Regions from separate parts of the Mus musculus genome. Here region 1 is linked to region 2. The links are chromatin contacts, called in public HiChIP or PLAC-seq maps. All regions are on one chromosome and are shown on one strand. The core of a region is the stretch at or near the end of the contact, and the rest is flanking DNA. Distances in the headings are between cores, read along the strand shown. Region 1 overlaps Lrrk1 (leucine-rich repeat kinase 1). Region 2 holds the start of Selenos (selenoprotein S).

Region 1 (6,817 bases), core at 304-2,803, 200 kb after region 2:
TTCTATTCCACTTCCTAGGCAGGCCTGTGTGAAGCCCTGGGAGAAACCTGCTGTAACCTCTGTAGATTTATTCAAGACCTTTGTGGGGTTGGCTCCTCCCTTGTCAGCTCTTGACTTTGGGTCAACGCATATGCATTGGATACTCCGTTAGTCAGATTACCCAGTTGGGACTCAAGGTTCCCTAGTTACCCACAGTTCCAGGTGCTTCTTATCACCACTGTGGAGGGTACTTTCTAATGGGCACTGCTGGGTATGAAGCACCATTGAATTCTAATAGTCTGCATTAGGTCCAGGATTTCCAGGGGACTTTTATCAGCCTGAGGTTTGTCAACCAAGTCTGTCAGATCAGTGCAGAAACAAATATTCTCCTCAATGAATTGCAAATTGGTTTCTTTCTTTTCCGTTTCTAGGATTCTAATTTTTCTACCAAAAGAACATACATTGGCTTTGTGATCACAGCGTGACCTATCCTGAACAAGGGGCAGTTCCACAGGCTGGAGTGAGGAGGCCTGAGCTGAGCACTATGGTTAGACCGTGTCTCCCCTTCACCCCTCAATGCTCACGTGTGGAAAACTTAAGGTAGCCATGCCAAGGGGTGGGCATGTTAGAAAAGGAAATACAACCCCCTCTGGGCTTCTGGCTGTCCACTCTCTCACTCTTTGCCTTCTGGGATGATATAGTATGGAGATCCTCCAGCATCAAGCTCTGGGCTCTCTCACACATTACAACCTTGAGCCAAACAACTGTTTAGCAATTCCCCAGCATGGGGTATTCTGTGGTAGCAACAGAAATGGATTAATGGGAGCACTGAAGACCCCTTCCACTGGGGATCTTGGACTGCATTTGCTATGCAGGTCTGAGTGTGCTGCCTCCTGGCTTTCTTGGTGGGGTGTTGGGTGTAGATTGGGGGGGTGGGTAGTGGGGTGGGAACATCCCAAGTATCCCTTTACAAAGTTTGCCTCATTCTCTTGTCTTTCGTTATGCAGCTTTCTGCTTGCACAGGACATGGCTGAAGGAGCCCTGCAGATGAGGAGTCGGCCTGATATCAGAATGTAGAGAGACTCTCTTGTACTGAGTAGAAGCATCACCTGTCAATAAAAAAGGCCTATGGCCAATGAGATAAGACAGGGAATAGGAGGTGAGAGTTCTGGCAGAGAGAGGGAGAGGGTAGAGAGGGAGAGAGAGAGGGGAAGAGAGAGGGGGGAAAGAGGGGGGGAGAGAGGGAGAGAGGGAGAGAGAGAGGGAGAGGGGAAAAGAGAGGGGGTAGAGAGGGAGAGGAGAGAGAGAGAGAGAGAGAGAGAGAGAGAGAGAGAGAGAGAGAGAGAGAGAGAGAGAGGTTGATTCTGGGAAACAGTCAGATCTGGGAGATTCACTCCAGAACACTGAAGGAGAGGTGAGTAACCTCATAAACTAGAATAAACTCAGTTATTGAGCTATGAGCTAGTTAGGGAACAGAGCCAAAGCTATTATTGGCCTAAGTATTTACTCATCTATAAGAAGTCTTAGAGTCATTGTTTCTGGGAACAAAGTGGATAGGTGGGAAACCACGAGGTTCCAGGCGGTTCCACTTCAGATTACCCATCCATGTGTGCCAGGCCATTGGCAGGCACAAAGTAGACATGGGAGGAGTGGTCTCTGCTAACACACACTTCTGTCTAGACAGGTAGCAATATTAAGGCCTCACTTGGCTTGGATCGCCATCTTGTACTCCCCAACCTGCCAGGCCAGGCACAAAGCAGAGCTGCACCAACTATACCAGCCCCCAAATCCCCCTCCTGCTCCACGTGCACACGACCTCTGTCCTCCCTAAGGTAGCCTGGAGGTCAGACACAAGAGGGCTCATGTATCCGAAGAAAACGTGCTGGCTATGACCCCGTTACCTGCTGGGGCATTAGCAGAATTCTTGAACTTCTTGATATGGAACCTCTTCACAGCCACAGGCTGGCCCTGGTACCGGGCCTGGTAGATGACTGTGCCACTGCCACCTTGGCCCAGAATGCTGTTCTCACCCTCCGTGTGCTCCAGCTTGCTGTTCTCCAGGAAGAGCCTAGAGCACACACAGGGAGGGGTTAAGCCTCCAACCTCAGGCAGGGCATGTCCTGGACTCGGTTGCTAGTTTTCCCTCTGGGGGGAATAACAGTTCAAAGCCACTTGAGGTTGGATTGATCTAGGCTAACCCTGGATCTATCACATGTCAGGGGTAAACCTGTACAGCCTATGCAATCTCAGTCTCCTGCTCTGTATGGTGGCTACATCGCAGGGACACAGAGAGGAAGTGTGCTAACCTCGCAGAGGAGCAGAGAGAGAAGGTGGCCCTGTTGCTTTGTGAGCCAAGGGCAGCAGGGCCTGCTGAGGACTCCAGTAGAAAGCCATTGGTCTAATTACTTTCAGGAAGCTTAGGATGGGGGAATCTAAGTCACCTGAGACTCGGCAGGAAGGAATGGTTGGAACAATTACTGTCTGTCACCCCATGGTTACAGCGCTAAGCCGTGAACTGGTCGGAGAGGCACATAGCCTGCCTCCCTGTCCTGGGAGGGACCATGGGGCATACCTGGCTGGGAAGTCAGTCATGAACAGCTCTGGTACAAGCTCCTGAAGTGGTACTGGGAGGTCTGGGTGTCTGGGGCAGGAGATGAAGTCCCGTTCGATGGCTGTGAGCACACAGTCTTCCATATCAAAGTACTGCACGCTCTCTGACCTCTCGTTTGGATCTGCATGCTGGGCCCAGGATGCTTCACAGACAGGGCAGGGTACGTACTGCTCCATCAGTGGGGTCCCGTCACTTTCTGTGGCCGTCAGGGCTAAATGGGAACAGAGGGGACAGCTCCTGTGAACCGGCCGTGGGTGTTCTGAGCAGTACCCTAGAACTCTGAGCCTGGCTGGCTTTTAAATCAGAGGTTCTTTCTGCTCCTACCTGGGCCCAGGAGAGCCAGAAATCCAGTACTGCTCTGTGGTGACTTATTGCTTTGGTTTTGATTGTAAGGCAGGGTTTGGCTATATAGCTGAGGCTGGTCTCAAACTCAAGATCCTCTGGTCTCAGCTTTCTAAATTCTGGGGTTATAGCATATACCAACTGTCCTTGCCTTCCAGTGACATTTTGGACAGGGAAATTGTTGATCCCAAAGGACTCACCACAGAGGGGTTACCCCATGCTCTAGACACTGAGTTGCTTGCATTCATTGGAAGGCTGGTAGAGGAAGGCAAGACGGGAGTGGTGGAGACTTTACCTGAATGACTGGGGCCGAATCTGAGCTATAGTCCATTACTCTAACCACAGTTAGTACTGGTTAGAAACGGAGGGCCTACTGGCGTGCTCTAGGGAACTTAAATGCAGGGGATAATGAATACAAAAGATCATGGGGAAGCTGGACACTTGATGTGGGTTCCCCTATTAGGCTATACATCTTTTCTGTGTCCCTCTCATTAGGAGGTACTGAGAAACACTCATGAAAGTACCCTGGGCAGGGCAGTGACCTGCTTTGTACAGGACAGTATGGATTCCTAGATGTCCTGGGTGCATTTGACATCCACAGGGAGAGACTCTTGGTCGCTGGCTCTCGGGCATCTTGTCTCAAAGGCTTGCTTGGCTGAGTTTCTTCTCTCTCAGATTGCTGGCTAAGTGGCTTACCTGCCAAATCCCTAGCTCCTACTGGGGCGGGGCACAGGCTGGTTAGGGAGCTACTAAGAGGCTGGAGAGTTGATACAGGGCTTGGGAGCCCCATTGGCTGGCCAAGAGCCCTCTAGTCACCCTGACTCACATTGTGGCTGTTTTCTCTGAGAATCCCCTTCCTAAAGCCACTGTACATGTTGGTCACTCTTTGAAGCAATATGCAAGGGAGCAGGACTCTGTGTCTGCAATATGTATCCAGTGGCATCCTTAAGCACCTTCCCATTGTCCTCTTGGGATGTAAGACTCTGGGGCAGGTGAGTAGACCAGTTCATAGAGGCCTGTCTGACAGACAAGCCATCCAGAATTCCCCCCTCTGGTTTCCAGAGACTGCAAAGAGACTCCCTCAGCGGGCTCCTCCCCTCAGCGGGCTCCTCCCCTCAGCGGGCTCCTCCCCTCAGCGGGCTCCTCCCCTCAGCGGGCTCCTCCCCTCAGCGGGCTCCTCCCCTCAGCGGGCTCCTCCCCTCAGCGGGCTCCTCCCCTAAGCTGCATTCCTGCTGCTTGCTGCTCCAAAGCCACTCCCACCCCCACCCCCTACCCCACCCCCACCCTCCTTACCCTACCTTCCACCCCACCCACCCCACTCCCCTCTGTCTGCTCTCTGTCCACCCCAGCAGCAAAACAAACAGAGGCCCCCAGGGGCTTCGCTTCAAAAAGTATTTTCTTTGGGTCAGTTGTCAGTAGGGAAATGGATTCAAAGAGTCTGAGAAGGGCTGTGTGGGTGGTTTGCTCTTGACCAGGACTGGTAGGGGCATACTGGGAAGGAGGAACTGGCATCGCAGCTCTGCCCTCCCCCTCATTGACACCAGGGACAGCCCTCCACATTTGGGTCCCCCTGATGGCAAGCCCATTGATTTCAACTTACATAAACCAGGTATGAATCACACTAACAATGTCATTGGGCCACGTGTGGGACCCTGAGACATCCCTCCCATATATTGTAGGCATCCAGGAGACCTAACTAGTTCTGTCTTGTGACACATACCCTCTGTCACACTTAATCCCACAGGACCTCCTGTCCTAACCTGGAGCAGCACTCTTAGCAAAAGACTGAATCCTGGTGGCAACTTCACTTTCTCAAAGAGGCAGTCAGATATACCCATATACACATATGACATATATATGTATATGTGTATGTATTATGTATATGTATATATGTATGTCATATGCATAGATATATATGATATACATCTATTCACATATACACATATATTCACACACACACACACACACACACACACACATATATATATATATACATACATATATATGTTTATGTAAGCATGATCAAAGGCTTGGTTCCAGAATATTCTCTTACCAGGGAACCACTGGTCAATCAGGGAGTTGACATGGTCTGTGATAAAAGCCATTGCCGAGAAGTCCCTCATCTCTGACTGGCAGATGATTTTAATTCCTCCGCTTTTTTTCTTTTTCCAGTTCACATCTGAGGATTCCACACTGTAACCCGGAAATGAAAAGGAGGTCAGTGTCAGGAACCTGGGGCGATTCCCAGGGGACCCCCAGGATCTGTGTGCCCTGTAGGATATTGGGGTGGCTCTCCTGTTTAGATACCTGTTTTATTATCTAATTTGTTCTTGTCCCTATTCCCCCAACTGGAGTGAACTGAAACCCTGGACTATGGCTTCCCTCAGTCTATCCTGAAGAAGGAGTTGGGGAAGGGTAGGAAGATGGGGCCAGCGGGACATTCCAGGGAAGGTCTCTATTTCTAGCAAGCTACCATGATAAGCTTTCCTCAGGAGCAGAACTCTGGACTCCAAATGGGAAGGGCACTAAGTCAGGACTCTCACAGGACTGCTGCTTGGCTACCATGCTGACCTAGCAGGGGGCTCCCCAATGTTCCCACCTGAGGTAGCCCCCATCGAAAGTGACCAGCAGCCCTTCCTGCCAGTAGATGGTCTGATTTCTTCGGACTCGGAATGTACTGCAGCGGTTTCTCTGGCTCCCTGTAAAACTGTAAATAGTGACTTTCCGGTTCCTGCTTTTCGTATTCTTCTTGTTTTCAAAAAGCTGAAAGACGAGAGAGAAAGGGCCTGTTTAAGAATTCTGGGCTCCTCGTTGGCCTTGTGCGGAGCTCTGAGCAGGCCGACCCGGCCCCATCTTGATAAATCGCTGCATCTTTCCCACCCGTGCCTCCCACGCCTGCTGCTTTTCCCCGGCTGCCAAGTCAAAGGCCACATGGTGTGGAAGGGTCTCCTGGGTTCCCTGGGAACAGATTCTCCTAGTGATTACAAATAGGCTGTTCTCTCAAGACTTTCCTCCCTAACTTCACAAGTGAACACTTACATTAGATAATGTGGACCGGACAGAAAAATATGGCAGAGAAAATAAGCAAGCAACAATTTAATTTAACCCAGCAGGAAGGTACGAGTAGGTACGAGTCTAGGAGTCTAATTACAAAATATGTATAAAAAACAAAACAAAAACAAAACAAAAAACCCAAACCACCACCCCCACACACACAATGATTCGGATTGTGTATCTCATTCTGCACGATCTTTGGCTTGGGGATATAGCTCAGTGAGTGGTATACGCCTGCCCACTATGCCCCAGACTCTAGCAGACAACAAGGTATACTTTGAAAACGTCATGGTTCCCATGCCATTGAAAACACTTAAAATTCATTTCCCGAAGGCGATGATAGTGATTTCTTGAACCTTTCCTTTCTACTAGGTTGGCCCTTCCGGTCCCTTCAACATAGAGTGCCACACACATGAGAAACACAGGAAAATTTCTCTGGTTCCAGTGTAGATTGAACAGTGGGATGCCCGGTCTAGGGTCTGGCGGTTTTAAGGCTCTGGATGCATAGGGAGGTTTGAAAAGGAAGAGACTATTATCACATTCACTGCCCACTGGGGCTGGGGGCTGGGCTTCTTGGCTGGGCTCTTTGTTGGTGCGACAGATCAGCAAATAGAGACTCGCTGTGCAAATCTGCATGTCTTTGATGAATCTGAGGCTGAACTTTTTCTCCCTTCTCTTCCATCTGAATTTTAACAGGATTTCATTCTGTATTGATTATTCAGCCAGACCTGCTGTTGGTGATCCCACCCAGCCCTCCTCTCCCCGCCCCCCTTGAGCTCAGCCTCCCACAATGTGTGTGTGTGGGGCATAGTGACCTCCCACTTAGAACAC
Region 2 (6,895 bases), core at 425-2,924:
CTTTTTATTGGTTTTGGGTTTTTGGTTTTTTTCAAGATAGGGTTTCTCTGTAGTCCTGGTTGTCCTGGAATTCACTCTGTAGATCAGGTTGGCCTTGAACTCAGAAATTTGCCTGCCTCTGCCTCCCAAGTGCTGGGATTAAAGGCATGGTTTTGGTTTTTTAAGACAGGGTTTCTCTGTGTAGCCCTGGCTGGAACTCACCCTGTAAACAGAGCTGGCCTCTAACTCAGGGATCAGCCATCCTCTGCCTCCTGAGTGCTGAGATTAAAGGAGTGAGCCAGCACCTCCTCTTTTAATGAAACTAACCCCTCTTAACCAGTGTGCGGGGATTAAAGGCTTTTAAGGCAAGGTTTCTCTGTGTAGCCCTCACTGTCCTGAGCGTCAAATTCAGAGACTCACCTGTGTCTGCCTGCTGAGTGCTGGGGTTGAAGGTGTGTGCCAACATTTCCCCTCCACCTTGTCTTTTAATGAAACTAAACATTACTTATTTCATCATCATGATTGCAGATGTTAAGGGACTGGATCAACAGGCAAATGAGCAACCTCCTCTCTCGTAACCAGATGTTTCACTTGCTCTGTATGATGTGAGAAATCACCTTAAGCAAAGAGAGAGGGTTCAAACTGGCCTCAGAGGTGGGGTGGCAGTCATCGGTACCAAAAAAGAAAAAAAAATTAAACTGATCCTTTTTTACCACTGAGAAAACTATTAAAATCATAAAACTTTAAAAATTTAGCAATTTTTTAAAAAAGCCATGTTGTGTCTGAAAAAAAAAATCAGCAAATTCATGGCTATCTTCATATTCTTAGCTTCATATCCAGTCATCAAAGTCTATTTTCAAGGTGGTTGATAATGTGAAGTGACTCCAGGCTTTTCTCTCCCATGTCCCCAGATGGAGTCGCTGAATTAGAAGATCCTTAACAGACTAGTTTTTATGACACAGTGAGTTTTATTTCCATTTTGGAGATTCAAAGTCCTCAAGCTTGGTACAGCACCGTATAGATTCCATCAGGCTCCTCAGGCTGAGTCATCTCACGGTGGGGTGCACAGAAATCTAGTCTCTTTTTCTCTGGGGACACCCACATTGACCTCATATAGTAGTTTCCCAAAGGATCCCACCTTTAAACACCACAGAGTTCTCACCTTCTTAATCCCATTAATCTATGGAAACTTGATTCCATCAGTTCCTTTTCAAATCGCAGCTATCTCCTTTATTGCCTTCCTAGTATGTTGCAGAGAACCATTACAAAAACTGTGGTAATGTAACACATAAGAGCCTAAGTTGAAGTCATTACTACATTAATTCCTTCCCTTGAGACAGTGGATCAGAAGAAAGGAATTCTAAGTAGATCGCTTTCCGCACGTTAGGGGAGGGGAATCTATGCTGCAAACCTTTAGGGCCCGGTGACAAGGGCGGGACTCAAATCTCATCTCCAGGAGGTTTCAAATCTCTTGAGCCTCAATGTCCAATCAGTATCAAATACAAGATCGGTTATCCGAGCTATGCCGAGTTGAGCTGCGAGCTCCTCCCTGAAAGTCAAACGCGCTTCCGCCTGGGCATCTTTCAGCCCCGCCCTCTGGTCACACCCCCCCTGTGATTGGTCGAGCGTCGAGGTAGGTCGAGCCACGATAGGTCAGTACCGCCACGGCAGTGAGCGCCACGTGTACATAGGGCCGAACCGGAAGCGCAGAGCAGAGAGGAGCAGCGGGCTTGTCGTTGGTGGCGGTGGCGGTGGCCGCCATGGATCGCGATGAGGAACCTCTGTCCGCGAGGCCGGCGCTGGAGACCGAGAGCCTGCGATTCCTGCACGTGACAGGTCAGGGGCGGCGGGCGCCGCCATGCTCGGTGGGTCGGCCTCCAGGAGGCTTGGCGTTAACGCCGCGGACTGGCCGAGCCTGCTTGTTGGGCCGGAGCTCACCTTTCTCGAAGTCGCCCTAGCTGGGCGGGCGCTCGCGGACTTGGCTCACGGGAGTCCCTTTAACATTTTCCTTTTGCAGTGGAGTCCTCCGCCCGGCGTTTCACTCTACCCGACACTAACACACTGTTGTCTCACTCCTTAACAAAGTGTAACTCACGGAGTCTGGATGGCCTTTGCTTTCCTGAATCAGATAGACACGTCCCCTTTAGTCCTTCAGAACCTAGCTGCTGGGCTCTGCACCCTCCGGGCTACTCCCGAGTCCCCTTGTAGTTGAGAAGTTTCTGTACCCAGCGATTCGCTTCTTAGGAGTCCATTTCCAGCTAGACTGTGAAGGTTCTGAAAGAAGAAGCTATGACTATTTTTGTAGAGTATTATTGAAAAAAATGCTATTACCATTTCTGAAACTGGTTTCTTTCTCTTTTTTTTTTTTTTCCCCCCAGTGGGCTCCCTGCTGGCCAGCTATGGCTGGTACATCCTCTTCAGCTGCATCCTACTCTACATTGTCATCCAGAGGCTCTCCCTTCGACTGAGGGCTTTGAGGCAGAGACAGCTGGACCAAGCCGAGACTGTTCTGGGTTAGTGCCATGTGGTAGAAATGAAGGCGCCTGTCATTTACTTAGTGGGTGGTGGCAAGACATGCCTTTGAGGTTTGAAAGATTTTTATTGAGATGCAAAGACTCCGTGATGGTGTATAGCATACTCAATGCACATCTTGTTCGGTGCATGGGGACCAGTCCCTGGAGATGGCCAGGTCTTGTGGAGGAAACAAGAAGTGTCAAGGGGCGGGGGTGGGGGTGGGGGGATCAGGCATTGGGGTCCTGGGAATCTTGCCACCTGACTGACTGGAAGTGGGGTGCTGCTTTATACAGCACTCCGTAGACAGGGATGGATTCATAGATCATATTTTTGTCCCCAGATGTATTTTAGCTTCCTCGTAGTCATAAGTTTAGCCATCATTGATAAACCGTGACAGAGCAGAGTTATCTTTTACAATCATTTTCCCTCATCAACCCCGTAGCCCATTTTTTTAAAGAATCTAGAGGCATATTTTGCCAAAGCATGACAGTCCATTCTCAGGCTGGTAGCTCTTATGGTTTCAAAGGCACTAGACAGAAAATCTCCAAGCCAGCCTGGGTAGGTTGTCATGTCCTATGGCAGTAGATTAGCAGTTTATTTAATCAACTTTTGATGGTTAGAGTGCTAATTGTCATTAGGCCCAAGGAAAATCTTCAGGCCAGAACTGCTACAGTTATTATTCAATTTTGGATGTAATACAATGTTTTTATCTTTGTGGAATTTATTTTTAGGTCTGAACTTGGTATTCTTTTGTTCCTTGGCCATAGGACATCACAGTGGTCCTGCATAGACTAATTTTTCCAAGGGAGGTCTTAATCCCTCATTCTTCTATCATTTATCCACACCATCCTTTGTCCATCAGGATAAGCCCCCGTGTAGGGCAGAGATAACTCAAGCCGGTTTAACTTTGTTGTTGTATCTTTTTCCTGGAGGGGCATTCCATATGTGCCCCCCCCAATGTTATATATGCCACGTATTCCCCTGAGTGACAGGAGGAAGAGGCTTTAACCTGATTGATCGGCTGCCAACCTCTCCAGCCTGCTGAGTCTTATTTCTCTTTTAAGTTTACCTTGTTCTAATTATCTTGTGCCTGAGTAAATGGAGAGGCGAGTGCGTGATCCAAGGATATCTTGGAGCCTGAGCCTCACAAGGAGATCTCTGGTGTCTTTATTTGAGACACAACCTCCGGGCCTAAGGAAGACCCTCAAGTAGAGCCAGATAAGGATGTCTCCCTAAAAGTGGGGTGAGTGGTATGCTTAGGACTCCCCTAGGAACGCTTAGAAGCTGTCCTCTTGGGAGAAGGCATAAGAGAGTCATACGCTTCCCATCAATCCCCAAGTTGTACAAATATTAAAAGTCCCCAAGCATGCAACACATGGAGATCAAGACCAGAAGTGGAAGACCATGTGACAGCGATTGTATCGCTCTGCTCAGCTTTGATAGATAGCGGTCAAGCAGCTGTGCTGGCTTTGTGACTTTCACTGTTCCCATTAGCTGTGGCTGGGCCAGTTAGTGGGTCTTAATTTACAGAGGATTAAAATGAAAATGTCACCCTTTTCTTTGTGCTCCAGCGACACCCCCCAGTGAACCTCTCTAGAATTATTGTGAGTGACCAGAAACTCAGTGTTAGGGTCTGTCTGTCCCTCCATCCCTCCCTCCCTCCCTTCCTTCCTCCCTCCCTTCCTTCCTTCCTTCCTTCCTTCCTTCCTTCCTTCCTTCCTTCTTCCAGTTACTGTGCCACACCTCCCCCCATCTCCAGTGTTAGGTTTTACACGCACTCCATTTTGATTTTTCCCTGACCTCATCAGACCTGATTTCCACTTACCATTTGGTTGTTTAGAGAAAGCTCAAAGGGCAGCCATTCTGTGTAGAAGCTTCACTCCTGTGTGTGTATCCTAAAGAAACACTGTTTTATATTGCAGTATAACTTAAATATAGATTACCATTCAACTGATTACTGCAGTACTGAGATGGGTGGATTTACAACTAGGTAGAAAACTAAACTAGGGCTGGGTGTGGGGCACACACCTTTAATCCCTACATTCAGGAGGCAGAGCAAGGCAGATCTGTGTGAATCTGGGGTCAGCCCAGCCTGCATAGTTTTAGGTCAGCCAGAGCTACATAGTAAGACCCTGTTCTAAAAAAAAAAAAAAAAAAAAATTAAATAAGCTGGGGCTGGGGCTGGGGCTGGGGCTGGGGCTGGGGCTGGGGCTGGGGCTGGGGCTGGGGCTAGAGCTGAGGCCCAGTTTGTAGAGTGCTTGACTAACATACACAAGACAGAGCATTTGATCTCCTGTACCAAGTAGAAGTGGGTGTGGTGGCAGACTTCTGTAGTCCTGCACATGGACGTGGATGCAGGAGGAACAGGAGTTCAAGGTCATTCTGCTATATAGTGAGTTTGAGGCCAGTCGAGGTTATCTAATACATGATTAATTTATTTTTTATCTAATATATAATTAATTTGTTATTTGCATATACATCTGCAGGCCAGATGAGGGCATCAGATCCCCTTATGGTTGTGAGCCACCATGTGGTTACTGGGAATTGAACTCAGGACCCCTGGAGGAACAGCCAGCGCTCGTAACCACTGAGAATTTCACCAGTCCAACATTCAGATTCTTAATGCTAGTTGAAAGGACTTTGCTTTGTAGGACCAAGAATAAGAATCTTACACCTCTTCTCATTGACCTGGGCCGGTCAAGTGATGGATAGAGATGCAAATTCCTTCTGTTTTGCTTTGTGGAATGCTGGTCAGTGCAAGTGAGATGGCCACCTTGTACAGTGTTCTCTCACTCATCTTGGTGGCCATCAGAGCACTTAGTGCTCTGCCATGAGTATACAAGGGGATCCTTTGTTGTGGTTTCCTGACATTTGAACCTTTCTCTAGAGACGATTTCATATGGACTCATACCTACTTGCTTTTCTATTTTAGAACCTGATGTTGTTGTTAAGCGGCAAGAGGCTTTAGCAGCTGCTCGTTTGAGAATGCAGGAAGATCTAAATGCCCAAGTTGAAAAACATAAGGAAAAACTAAGACAGGTATGAACTGGGTTGACTTAATCCATTTGTTGGGTCTTTTTGTTTTTCCCTTGAGCCTGCTAAGCAAGGTCTCTCTCACTAATCAGGCTTAGTGATAACAGTAAAGTATTTTTACTGTTATTTGTAAGCTTAGAGAGCAGGGTCGTGTCTCACTAGATTCAAGATGCATTTCAGAGTCAGAGAAAAGTATGCTAGTCGGAATAGTTGTGTGAATACATTATTGCAGTGACAGACAGACATGAACACGGTGTATGTGAGTGCGTGTCTTGGGTGAATATGAAGATTAATTTCCCTTAGTTTACAGTTGGTCAGCATGTTTGCTTTGTGCAGTTTTGAATTGTCAAGGGAGAAACACTGTTGAAGAAAAGTGTATCTTTTGTTTGTTTTGCCTTCAAGTGTTTTCTTATAACAGTATTTACTCAACAGAACTGTGTGCCCAGGTCACATGCCTCTGGAGCCAGGGTAGATGCCAGCCTGTCACCCTGTGCTTGATGCCTTGTAATCCCGAGCGCTGGGATTACAGGCTTTGATTGAAGTTGTGTACGGCCTATGACCTGGTTTAGGGGTGGTCGAGCACACTACAGTGGGTTTCAGAAGAGCCAAGAAAAGGTGGCGGTGTAGACCAGAAGGAACAAGGATTGTTTGATCAGCCAGGTTACTCATGGGATATCGGTGCTTTTCCCGTTGCTATGGTGGAGTGACAGAAGCAGCTGGGGGAGGGGGTTATTTTGGTGTACAGTCCCCAGGGGAGGTTACAGTCTGTCATGGCAGCAGGAAGCAGAGTGACACCATTTCATCTTCATACAAGCAGCGGAGAGGATAGGAAATAGAGCTGGGCTATAAATCCTCAAAACCCACATGCTTTCTCCAGCAAGCTGCCCCTCCCAAAGTTTCCATGGCATTCCCAAACATTGCCACCAGCTGGAGGCCAAGTGTGCAGATGCAGGAGCCTGTGTGTGACCTTTCATTGAGATCACACTTGCACACCAGCATTGAGCTGGTCTCTCATTAAAGTGACTGCTTTCTAGTTTTAATCCAGAAAGTTTCCAGAGCCTGCCTCATCTTCACAGAAAGATCCTCTGCCAGCTTTGAGGCACCAGGGAATTTGGTCAGATTACTATAGTCTGAGTTGTGTTACTGAAACGTCGAGCACAGGAAAGGGACTCGTGCCTTTCTGCTGTCAGTTGGCAGCTTCTCTTATTTTGGCCTGGTCATCCACTTGGGTCTGGTCTGCCCAGCTTGGCTAGGACTCAGAAAGAAAGGACGTGTAACAAGACCCAAGCATACACCCTCCCCGCTAACGCTTCTTCTAGTAGCAGCCTTCAGTGGAAGTTAGCGGTCTGTCCTCTCAGTCACTGGCCTA

Evidence for each region. HiChIP or PLAC-seq counts read pairs in DNA pulled down with a chosen protein or histone mark.
Region 1: an H3K4me3 HiChIP or PLAC-seq map of bone marrow-derived macrophages shows a contact between it and region 2, with 4 times the contacts expected there. The contact joins the enhancer-like site here to the promoter of Selenos in region 2. A contact is called at or near these places in 6 of 39 promoter capture datasets (the C10 cell line, the HPC-7 cell line, frontonasal cranial neural crest and 3 more), 1 of 15 datasets of contacts at CTCF or cohesin (the NIH/3T3 cell line), 13 of 484 Hi-C or Micro-C datasets (B cells, B-cell progenitors, the CH12 cell line and 9 more), 19 of 115 datasets of contacts at active chromatin or transcription factors (the 230-238 cell line, CD8 T cells, bone marrow-derived macrophages and 15 more) and 3 of 9 other capture datasets (adipose tissue, liver and pancreatic islet).

Annotation. Positions count from the first base shown.
Region 1 is chr7:66,276,643-66,283,459 of GRCm38.p6, forward strand. It overlaps Lrrk1 (leucine-rich repeat kinase 1), which reads right to left. Exons shown (of 34, transcript NM_146191.3): 22 at 5,532-5,695; 23 at 4,986-5,125; 24 at 2,552-2,801; 25 at 1,881-2,047. It overlaps Gm33442 (a long non-coding RNA gene), which reads left to right. Exons shown (of 4, transcript XR_003946791.1): 3 at 411-579; 4 at 987-1,159. It overlaps Gm45989 (a long non-coding RNA gene), which reads left to right and starts at 5,084. Exons shown (of 4, transcript XR_001778164.2): 1 at 5,084-5,149. Within about 2 kb of position 1,554, at least 7 of the 459 cell types and tissues checked have an H3K27ac peak or open chromatin away from gene starts, as enhancers often do.
Region 2 is chr7:66,077,975-66,084,869 of GRCm38.p6, forward strand. It overlaps Selenos (selenoprotein S), which reads left to right and starts at 1,675. Exons shown (of 6, transcript NM_024439.3): 1 at 1,675-1,815; 2 at 2,358-2,492; 3 at 5,426-5,532. The coding sequence starts at 1,740.